Regions from separate parts of the Pan troglodytes genome. Here region 1 is linked to region 2. The links are chromatin contacts, called in public Hi-C maps. All regions are on one chromosome and are shown on one strand. The core of a region is the stretch at or near the end of the contact, and the rest is flanking DNA. Distances in the headings are between cores, read along the strand shown.

The links. A called contact is a pair of places that touch in the nucleus more often than the background predicts.
Region 1: a Hi-C map of induced pluripotent stem cells shows a contact between it and region 2, with 6 times the contacts expected there. The contact joins the enhancer-like site here to the promoter of CITED2 in region 2. A contact is called at or near these places in 2 of 7 Hi-C or Micro-C datasets (both in induced pluripotent stem cells) and 1 of 1 datasets of contacts at active chromatin or transcription factors (stem cell-derived excitatory neurons).

The regions. Positions count from the first base shown.
Region 1 is chr5:151,854,175-151,859,278 of NHGRI_mPanTro3-v2.0_pri, reverse strand. No RefSeq gene overlaps it. Among named protein-coding and RNA genes, the nearest start is that of CITED2, 630 kb to the right of the region's middle. Within about 2 kb of position 1,323, at least 2 of the 24 cell types and tissues checked have an H3K27ac peak or open chromatin away from gene starts, as enhancers often do. A contact at or near this core is called in induced pluripotent stem cells, where this site is marked.
Region 2 is chr5:151,228,351-151,234,060 of NHGRI_mPanTro3-v2.0_pri, reverse strand. It overlaps CITED2 (Cbp/p300 interacting transactivator with Glu/Asp rich carboxy-terminal domain 2), which reads left to right and starts at 2,962. Exons shown (of 2, transcript XM_009452108.5): 1 at 2,962-3,196; 2 at 3,657-5,361. The coding sequence starts at 3,665. The coding sequence ends at 4,486.

The DNA.
Region 1 (5,104 bases), core at 74-2,573, 630 kb before region 2:
TTTTTATTAAGTGCTGGCAAGGGTGTGACAAAACAGCCTCTATATATGTATACATCGTGTGGAAGAATAAATTGTGCAACATTTCTCGAAACAAATTTGTTGATATTAAGGAGGAAAAAAGAGCTTTATATTCTTTAATCCTGTAACTCCACAAATGATTTAAAAAATGAAAGGAATTGAAGAGTTTAACAATAAAGAAATTTTTAAGTAAATGAAATATTACACTGCCATTAAAAATGATGTTTTCTAAAATATTTAATTTGCATGGAAAAACAAATACTTTGATATATTGAAGGAGCCTAAAACAATATTAATCACTTTAAGATAAACCATGTACATAGAAAAATCTTGAAAAGAAATACATTAAAAATTTTAGCCGTAATTATCTCAAATAAGTAATTCCGTAATTTTTACTTTCTTATTACAAATCTTCTATACTAACAAGAATTTCCTTAAACAATAATAATAGTTCCATAATGTTATGCAGTTGATTAACAGAATAGTAAAATTCAATGTCTTTCCTATCTGCAAGAAAAAGGTCTGGTCATAATTAAAGACCTGAGACTTTAGGACTAGTATTGGAAAGCAGCAAGTGAGCATGAAATCCACTTCCTGTTTGAAGACACAATATTGATATTGAAAGCAAGGGAGGCAGGGGAGGCTCATACTCACGTGCTGGTCGGAGAGCTACCAACAATATAGGTCAGATGGATGAGAATCAAATGCTGGGGAAACTAACCCAGCAAGAGGGGCATTTATTGGCACAATATGATTAATTCTAACTAAAAACAAATCGCATCATCCTAACCACAGGGCACACTTTAAATATTAGTCAAAATCTTATCTTAATATTTTTTCTGGTTTAGAGGCTTGTGGTTTAAAAACAATATACACAATTTATCTTCAAGAATATGAAGAGTTTTATAATGAGGTTACTAGCAAATTGTTCTTCTTTATAAAGGATTGAATAGCAGAAGGAGAAATAGGTTTCAATCACAGTAAAAATGTATTAGTCAGAGTTCCCTAGAGAAACAGAACCAATCTGATATCTAGATATCTATCTTTCTATCCAAAGAGAGAGAGATTTTTTATTATAAGGAGTTGGTTCCCTAATTATGGAGGGTGACAAATCCCATGATCTCCCATTGGCAAGCTGGAGACCCTGGAAAGCTTCCTTCCAGTACACTTTCCCTGGAAAGTGTACTTCCAGTCTGAGTGCAAAGGCCTGAGAACCAGGAGAGCGGATGGTGCAAGTTCCAGTCTGTGTGTGGGTGTCCAATGGCCTAGCTCAAAAACAGACAGGGTGGGCAAATTCTCCTTTACCCAGCCTTTTGTTCTGTTCGGGCCTCCAAAGGATTCCATGAGGCCCACCCACATGGAGAGGGCAATCTGCTTTACTCAGTCCACCAATTCAAATGGTAATTTACCCAGAAACACCCTCACAGACACCCTCAGATAAATGTTTAACCAAATATCTAGGTACCCTGTGTCCCAGTCAAGTTGACATACATCAAATTAAACCTCACAAAGAGAGAAGGGATTTTGTTTGTTTGTTTGTTTGCTTTGCTTTCTTTTCTTTCTGGAGGTATGAATAAAGAACTTCTCATAAAATTTTAGCAACCAATTGCATAGAAGTTTATTATCTTGCCACTCCTAAGCTCTTCAAAATAGTACACTCAAACATCTAACTTGCTTTAGGTTTTTACTGCAAGCCTAAAGTCTGCTTAGAAACAGAAGAATGGACAAAATGACCTGTTCCTCTTCCTTAAAATTCCCATATTAATACACTACAGTCCATTGTTTAAGATAGAGAGAGTAATAGGTGACACACAATATTTAGTTTTGAGTAGCAATTAATAAATATTACATTAGAAAGATGCCAGATGCACATTAGACTATTCGCCTTTAATTTCATATCACATCTTTGCAAAATCACAGCGGATAGGCCAAAACTGGAGGAGGAGATTTGAGAGAATATATGTGAACCTTATGGGTGGGCCTCTGCAATTGTTAAAGCATTAGTGAATGGGATCTTTTTCCTAGAAGAGAAATGCAATTCTGTCAGGATAAAGAGGGAACTGTTTTCCTTTTTATGAAGCAGAATTCCTTTCTAATTCTCTTTTACTATAAGTGCTGTGGCATGTGTTTTAAATTATATTGTATGCATGTGTTCCCTATAAAATTAGCCATCATGACCCATTGTTCCACAGTTCTTCTTTCATCACATTTTAGAGGCCGGTGTTCCATATTAGCAAATAGCCCTTAGGGAAAATTATGCATTTTTCCATACACCAACTTTGTTACATGTTTGATAACACTTATTGTATATTTAAAGATATAGGTCAATATACAAAATTTTTTAAATAGTAAAACAAGTCACGAATTGTTTCCTCATGGCAAACAAATGAGGAAGTCTAAATGAATATATCTAGCTTTGATATCAAAGCAGAATTAACAGCTTCACTTTTAACTCATATGTACACGAATATATATAACTCCATCAATACGTTAACTAGGATGAAGGCATATTGCCAAGTTTAGAACCCACTCAAATTCCTTGGGTTCTGAGTTTAAATAGAAATTTGAAACTTTCCAGGTCCAAGGTCCTTTTTGGTGCTTTAAAAATGTGACTTCCTGATTTAAAAAACTAAACATTTTTGGACACCAGCTTACTCACGCAAAATATGATAAGTGTGAATGAATCAGTAACATATGGATTACATTTTCTTTCTTAAAATCTATGATTTTTTAAAACCTTTTAAATGAAAAATTCATGGTAAAAACATGCATTGGATTTAGCCAACTCTAAATCATTCGAAAAATATTTGTAAGGCATTTTTCTCTCAATGGATATGTGGCAGAATTTCCAGCCCATAACATTGATGTAATTGCACTCTTTCCCCAACCCTCTCCCCACACCCTAGAATTAATACACAAGAGAAAGCAATTAAACTGCTACTAAATTCTCCTTCTCACTCTTGCTCTTTTTCTCCCTGCTTCCTTGAATGTGTCCTGAAAATCATATATTATTTCTGTTGCAATGACATAGATGTTTTTAAATTAAATTTGCTCCAAACTATTCTAAATGTAAAGCCCTAGCGAATAGCAGCAAAGATATGCATTAATGATGATAAGGAATACATTTGTTTGTGATTCAAACAGGACATCCCAAAGACAAGCATTTTCTTGTCTTCAGTCTACAATCCATTAATCAAAATTAACTACAACCAAGATATTTTCTCAGAATGACCTCTGAGTACTCGAGTGGTAAATAAAACTACAAGAAAATAAGAATATTGTAATGTCTTCAATCTCAATATATTGAGGTGTGTATGAGGATGTGTTTGTGTGTAAAATACTATTTTCTGTATTTATAAACCTTTATTTGGAATGTTTTCTGTCATCAAGCACCTTGAATTAGACTTTGACATAGAAAAAAATGATTTTATGCTGTAGTAAATCCTATATCTAAGGTCACTGAATTATCTGCATGAATTATCTATGAAAACAAGATTATATATCCATGCTGCCTGATTGCAATTCTGTTCCGTTTTCTAGAATTCTGCATGTTTATAGCCCTGAGTTGTGCATGTTTTCTGAATTTGGTCAGGGCACTTTGCCAACTGCACATTTGGAGAGTTGTAATATCTTATCTATTCAGCTCAAACACTGCTGAGGTCTGAGCTAGGTTTGGACTATCAATCAGAAATTATTACCTAATGGATTTCTGATTTAAGGATATAAATAAACATTCCATTTGTTCTAAATAATGCTTACCTTGTATAGATATGGCATGCCACCTATTTAATTCAGATTTTTCTTTAAATAATATATACAAATATACAAGCATAGTATATGGAATATTAAATACCACAGTGTATAATACCCATCTAGGTTATTTATACATAGCAAAAACTAAGAATCCTAAAATTCTCATATTTTATGCAATAGTACAAATGCTACAACAGTATATAATATTTATCTATATAAAACTTAACTCTGAAGACATAGCCACAATTACATGGACTATGGTAGATTAATCTATGAAGATGGTCTCCCAACTCTCTAATGACAATTAATAAATCCAATTACTATTATGACTTGAATACTATGTTTTTGTCTTAAAATCGACTGTGTCTGTTTTCTGCATCCCATGTAAAAGAATGTCACCCTAAAATTTTCAAGAATGGTGAAAATTTCCTAAAGAATTTAAAATTTAACTGTGATAAAAGTTGGGTTTATTTATTCAACATTCAACAAACTGTATTGAGTGTCTACAAAGTGTCAGATATCCTCCTACTTCTGGGGGTTTTCAATGGCTGCATAAAATTTATGCTATATCAGGATAGGAAAACACCATATGCCATAATGGCTATGATATTCTCTTTCATGTTACCAAAAGTTAGTGACTCAATTTTCCACTCTGTCTTCTCTAGATTTTCTTATTTATCTTTAATATAATATTATAGGGAAGATTGCCTTTCTTTTCATCCTTCTAAGTAAAATTTTGTTTTAGTAAAAAGGAAGACAACTAAACAGTCCTCTGTTACAGTCACTTGCTGAGTTCTGAGTGCATGTTTAAGGCTGAAATGGATTTAGGAGGCTTGATTCCTATTGATCAATTCTTGGTTAAGAGTAAAATGTTGAGAGGTGGCAGCGGTGGGACTCCTCACAGCCCTCGCTCGCTCTAGGCGCCTCCTCTGCGTGGGCTCCCCATTTGGCGGCACTTGAGGAGCCCTTCAGCCCACCGCTGCACTGTGGGAGCCCCTTTCTGGGCTGGCCAATGCCGGAGCCCACTCCCTCAGCTTGCAGGGAGGTGTGGAGGGAGAGGCGCCAGTGGGAACCAGGGCTGTGTGTGGCGCTTGTGGGCCAGCTGGAGTTCTGGGTGGGCGTGGGCTTGGCGGGCCCCGCACTTGGAGCAGCCGGCGGGCCCTGCCGGCCCCAGGCAATGAGGGACTTAGCACCCGGGCCAGCGGCTGCAGAGGGCATACTGGGTCCCCCAGCAGTGCCAGCCCACCGGCGCTGCGCTCAATTTCTCACCGGGCCTTAGCTGCCTTCCCGCGGGGCAGGGCTCGGGACCTGCAGCCCGCCATGCCTGAGCCTC
Region 2 (5,710 bases), core at 1,713-4,212:
TTCAATGGCAAAAAATCACAATTACTTTTGCACCAACCTAAATAGTACTGTGTTATGGCAGCTCTGGGAAATGAATACAACCATTCAGTGCTGTGAGGGCCACAGACAGATCACTCGCTCGCTCACCCAGGTTCACGGGATAAACCCTGGTTATAAGGAACTTCTGGGAGCCCTGGGTTACTGTAAGTGCCCCCTAACTGGACTCCCTGTTTCCTGTCTTACTTTCTCTAACTATTCTCCACAGTACTGCCCTGATCTTTCTAAAATTCAAATCTTTCCTATCTCATGGCTTCACAAGCTTTTACCTGCCTCCCACTGTCTTTGGGATACAGCAAAATTTCTCAGCTTGAGGCCACAATGCCCTTGGCATCCGGCCCCAGCATATTTCTCCAACCTTATTTCTCTCATCTTTGCATTCAGTCCCTAGCCATATATTTTCTACCCCACTCCTAATGGGACCAAACTTCCATTCATCCTGAGGCCTCCACTTAGTCACCATCTCCACCGGAAAGCCTTCCCAAAGCAGCCAGGAGGGGGGTAGGTGTCCCTCCTATGTGCTCTCCAAAGCCCTTTCCTTCAATGCCTTTGTGGCATTTATCACAGTGTGTTCAAGGCCTGTTTGTCAGTTTTCTCCCTGTGACCGTGAGTTCCTATCTTGTTTGTATGTCCAGGCACCAAGAAAGCGCTTGGCACTTGGAGGACATTCAGTGGACGGATGAGAATAAATGAACAAAGCATGCCATGTTCCAACCAGCTGGTCCCAGAACTATTTTGTTCTCCTTTAAGGGATGGGGGATGGGCAGGTGACCTTTCCAGGGATTTCCCAATAGTAGGTAGAACCACTGGAGCTGGATGGAGCTCCACCTTTCCTTAGTGGTTGCAAGAGGAATTTAGATTAGACATTCAAAAGCTGTTCCTTGTGTCGAAAGACACTTGCAGTACAAAGAAGGGAAAGTAAACAATCCCGCGATTTTTGAGGTTGGGGTTTACCAATATTTTAGAATCTGTTTTTTTATAGGAAGTGGCCCCTTCAGGTATCCAAGCCTCTGATACGGTAAACTGCATGTCCTGACCTACAGGTAAAGGTGGTGGGAGGTTAGGAGAATAGGGAATTGTTGCAACTAACAATGCAATGTGTCCTGTGCCCGTATCTCTAAAAAGTAAATATTTTTGAGGTTTAAAAATTATTTGCCTGCACGGTTTGCCGGAGAGCCTGGAAGAGGAAAGAAGACAAGACACAAAGTAACAACATTTACAAAAATATGCCTGACTAGGAAAAGACAGAGGGGTCATAGACGAAAATAATCAGGATTGGGTCTCTTTTGCAAATTCCTGAACGGGGAAATGTATCAGAATTTCCAGTCCTCAAGAAACAGGGCCTTTAAAAGTCTTGTGTGCAAGAAGGGGGAAAAAGACGAGGGGGGGCGGGGAGGCGGACTCGCTCTTCGCAGCAGGAAGTCTTCAATGGCTATCGAGTTATGAAGAAACAACTGCCCAGAAGTCCTTATTCGGAGCGCTAAACTCGATTTTACCACATAAAGAGCAATGTAAAAGCTCAGAACAGCCCCATCATGGTGTTGGGGAAACAACTCGGCTTCCCCATGTGAGAAAGCCAGAGAGCTCCGACTGGGTAGTAGCCCAGACCTGTGTTAGGGGTTTTATTTGCAAGTCAATGAACCAAACGGGCGACCAGGCTCGTTGTGCCGCGTTGTGGAAGCAAGGTTATTATTATCGCCCATTGCCCCACTGAACAATTTCGCTGAAAAGGAAGAGTCCCAGCCGTGTGTGTGCGCGTGGTGCCATACGGGACGTGCAGCTACGTGCCCACCTCCAGAACGACTTTATTTACAAAGCGATTACCACGTTATCTATTTGTTTTCCTTTTCCAGCAAGAGCAGCCTTACTCAGCCCTCAAATTTCTTAATTACAAACCCGTTTGCTTCTAAATCAACCCCAAACCGTCAGGCAGAGCCCGGAGGGAGGCTCTGCAAGTTTGCACACACCCCCACCTCCCGGATCCAGGGCAACAGCAGAAGCAAGTAACTGTGTATGTGCAAAAAGGTGGATCTGGGGACGAGGATCGCTGAGTTTGTTTACAGAGCAGAGACGCCTCAGCTCGGATGCCAAAGCTACCAAGAGCTGCAAACGCAAACTTAGCAGAAGCACACGTACCCCGGGAGCGGCAGGCGGGCCCGAAAGCGCGGACTGGAATTCCAGGGCGCGGGAGCGGGGGTGGCCGGGCCCGCGAGCGCGCTCCGTCCACCTGCAGCCGCTGCCCCTCCCCGCCCCCAGCTCCTGTCCTTGAAAGGAGTGGAGGAAAAAAATGCATCTACAAGCGGTGATCTAGAGTAGGTCTACCCACTGCCCGTATGAAAACACAAAGGCACAGCCTAGGAAGGCGCGCTCAGGAAAGGGCGCATTATTTGTCCGGGTCTTTAAAACCCAACTCGAGGAAGCACAGCCATTCTTCGCTGCCTGTGGAAGCTTTTGCAAAACCGGGGAGGCACAAGGGCACTCTGGAGGGCGGGGGGCGCTGGGCGAGTCCCCTTTTCCAGTAGAGAGCTGGGCAGATCGCTAGGTGAACCGAGTGAGAGAGCTGGGGGTGGGGTAGATCCAGCCTGAGGGGGGCGGTGAGCTCTCCTCGTTGCTATCCCGGCAGGCTCTACCTTCGGGCGGGGCGGCAGGGGAGGATTTTCCCCCTGCCTCGGGGGTGGCTGAGCCAACCTCGCGTTTCTGGGCCGGGAAGAAACCAGAGTCGGGGGGCGACGGGGCGACTGGGCGGCCCCCGGGCCCCGCAGCCTCTGCAACACGTGCCACGGGCGGCGGGGACGCGGCTCCCGGACCCGGTCCAGGGTGTTCGCGGTGTTCCGGAATCCGCGTCTTGGCGCCGCCCGCCCTGGAGGCTCTCGCTCCGCCCTTCCGAAATGCCTATATTAACTGTGGCCAAAGCCCTAAGAAACACAGCTCATTGTTGGCAGCTGCCGGGCGGTCCTGCCGAGCTGTGAGGGCAGCGGAGGGGAAATAAAAGGGAACGGCTCCGAATCTGCCCCAGCGGCCGCTGCGAGACCTCGGCGCCGACATCGCGACAGCGAAGCGCTTTGCACGCCAGGAAGGTCCCCTCTATGTGCTGCTGAGCCGGTCCTGGACCCGACGAGCCCGCCCTCGGTCTTCGGAGCAGAAATCGCAAAAACGGAAGGTAAGCGCAACGGGCGAAGCTGGCTGGGGCTCTTGCCAGCCCAGTCCTCCGAGGGCAGGGTTTGCCCGGAGGAAGAGCGTGAGGCGAAGCTGGGGAATAACAACAGGATGTGCAACAACAGGATGAGGAGGGCTGATTTAATGCCTGAAGTTCGCAGCAGGGCTACGGGGCACTTCCTTTATTAGGCCACTTCGGGGAGCAGAGGGGGTGTGGGCTCGGGTCCCCCCGCCCGATCGCAGGGGAAGGGGCTGTTTGTGCAGCGTCCGGCTGTGTTATGAGTGGCAGCTCTTCCGTGGTGGCTAGCCCGGGTGCACAGGCTGCTAGTGGGATCTTGGGGGTGGTGGTTCGCAGCCGACGTGCGCCCGGGAATCCTGGGGGGCAGAGGCGGGCAAAAGTGGGGTGCGCTGTGGTGGGCGACACGTGTGGCGCGGGTCTCATTATCTGCCCTTTTCACTTCCAGGACTGGAAATGGCAGACCATATGATGGCCATGAACCACGGGCGCTTCCCCGACGGCACCAATGGGCTGCACCATCACCCTGCCCACCGCATGGGCATGGGGCAGTTCCCGAGCCCCCATCACCACCAGCAGCAGCAGCCCCAGCACGCCTTCAACGCCCTAATGGGCGAGCACATACACTACGGCGCGGGCAACATGAATGCCACGAGCGGCATCAGGCATGCGATGGGGCCGGGGACTGTGAACGGAGGGCACCCCCCGAGTGCGCTGGCCCCCGCGGCCAGGTTTAACAACTCCCAGTTCATGGGTCCCCCGGTGGCCAGCCAGGGAGGCTCCCTGCCGGCCAGCATGCAGCTGCAGAAGCTCAACAACCAGTATTTCAACCATCATCCCTACCCCCACAACCACTACATGCCGGATTTGCACCCTGCTGCAGGCCACCAGATGAACGGGACAAACCAGCACTTCCGAGATTGCAACCCCAAGCACAGCGGCGGCAGCAGCACCCCCGGCGGCTCGGGCGGCAGCAGCACCCCCGGCGGCTCGGGCGGCAGCTCGGGCGGCGGCGCGGGCAGCAGCAACAGCGGCGGCGGCAGCGGCGGCAGCGGCAGCAGCAACATGCCCGCCTCCGTGGCCCACGTCCCCGCTGCAATGCTGCCGCCCAATGTCATAGACACTGATTTCATCGACGAGGAAGTTCTTATGTCCTTGGTGATAGAAATGGGTTTGGACCGCATCAAGGAGCTGCCCGAACTCTGGCTGGGGCAAAACGAGTTTGATTTTATGACGGACTTCGTGTGCAAACAGCAGCCCAGCAGAGTGAGCTGTTGACTCGATCGAAACCCCGGCGAAAGAAATCAAACCCCCAACTTCTTCGGCGTGAATTAAAAGAAACATTCCCTTAGACACAGTATCTCACTTTTCAGATCTTGAAAGGTTTGAGAACTTGGAAACAAAGTAAACTATAAACTTGTACAAATTGGTTTAAAAAAAATTGCTGCCACTTTTTTTTCCTGTTTTTGTTTCGTTTTTGTAGCCTTGACATTCACCTCCCTTATGTAGTTGAAATATCTAGCTAACTTGGTCTTTTTCGTTGTTTGTTTTTACTCCTTTCCCTCACTTTCTCCAGTGCTCAACTGTTAGATATTAATCTTGGCAAACTGCTTAATCTTGTGGATTTTGTAGATGGTTTCAAATGACTGAACTGCATTCAGATTTACGAGTGAAAGGAAAAATTGCATTAGTTGGTTGCATGAACTTCGAAGGGCAGATATTACTGCACAAACTCTGCCATCTCGCTTCATTTTTTTAACTATGCATTTGAGTACAGACTAATTTTTAAAATATGCTAAACTGGAAGATTAAACAGATGTGGGCCAAACTGTTCTGGATCAGGAAAGTCATACTGTTCACTTTCAAGTTGGCTGTCCCCCCCGCCGCCCCCCCCCCACCCCCATATGTACAGAAGATAATAGGGTGTGGAATGTCGTCAGTGGCAAACATTTCACAGATTTTTATTTTGTTTCTGTCTTCAACATTTTTGACACTGTGCTAATAGTTATATTCAGTACATGAAAAGATACTACTGTGTTGAAAGCTTTTTAGGAAATTTTGACAGTATTTTTGTACAAAACATTTTTTTGAAAAAATACTTGTTAATTTATTCTATTTTAATTTGCCAATGTCAATAAAAAGTTAAGAAATAACTTGTTTTCTAGAAGTCATTTGGGGTGGTTGTTCCCTTTGGTGTCTTTTTTCCCCCGTCTTTGAGTTGAACACTATTGATGAGAGTAAGCATTCCAAAGGATAAATTACAGGACACTAAAACAGGTCATGATGAGCTTAAGCGGAGAGCAGGATTTAACATAATTGGCATAATGCTTCATTGTTATCATTGTAACATGCCTCTTGGTGTGCTTTAATCAAAAGCTGCAAAGTTGTCACAGTGCTTTTTTTTTTTTTCTTAATTGCCATCATATCAAGTGTACTCCAGAGTTAGAAAGGTTTGCAATACTCAACATTATCTTTTTCAATGGGCAGGAGGCAAAAAAAAAT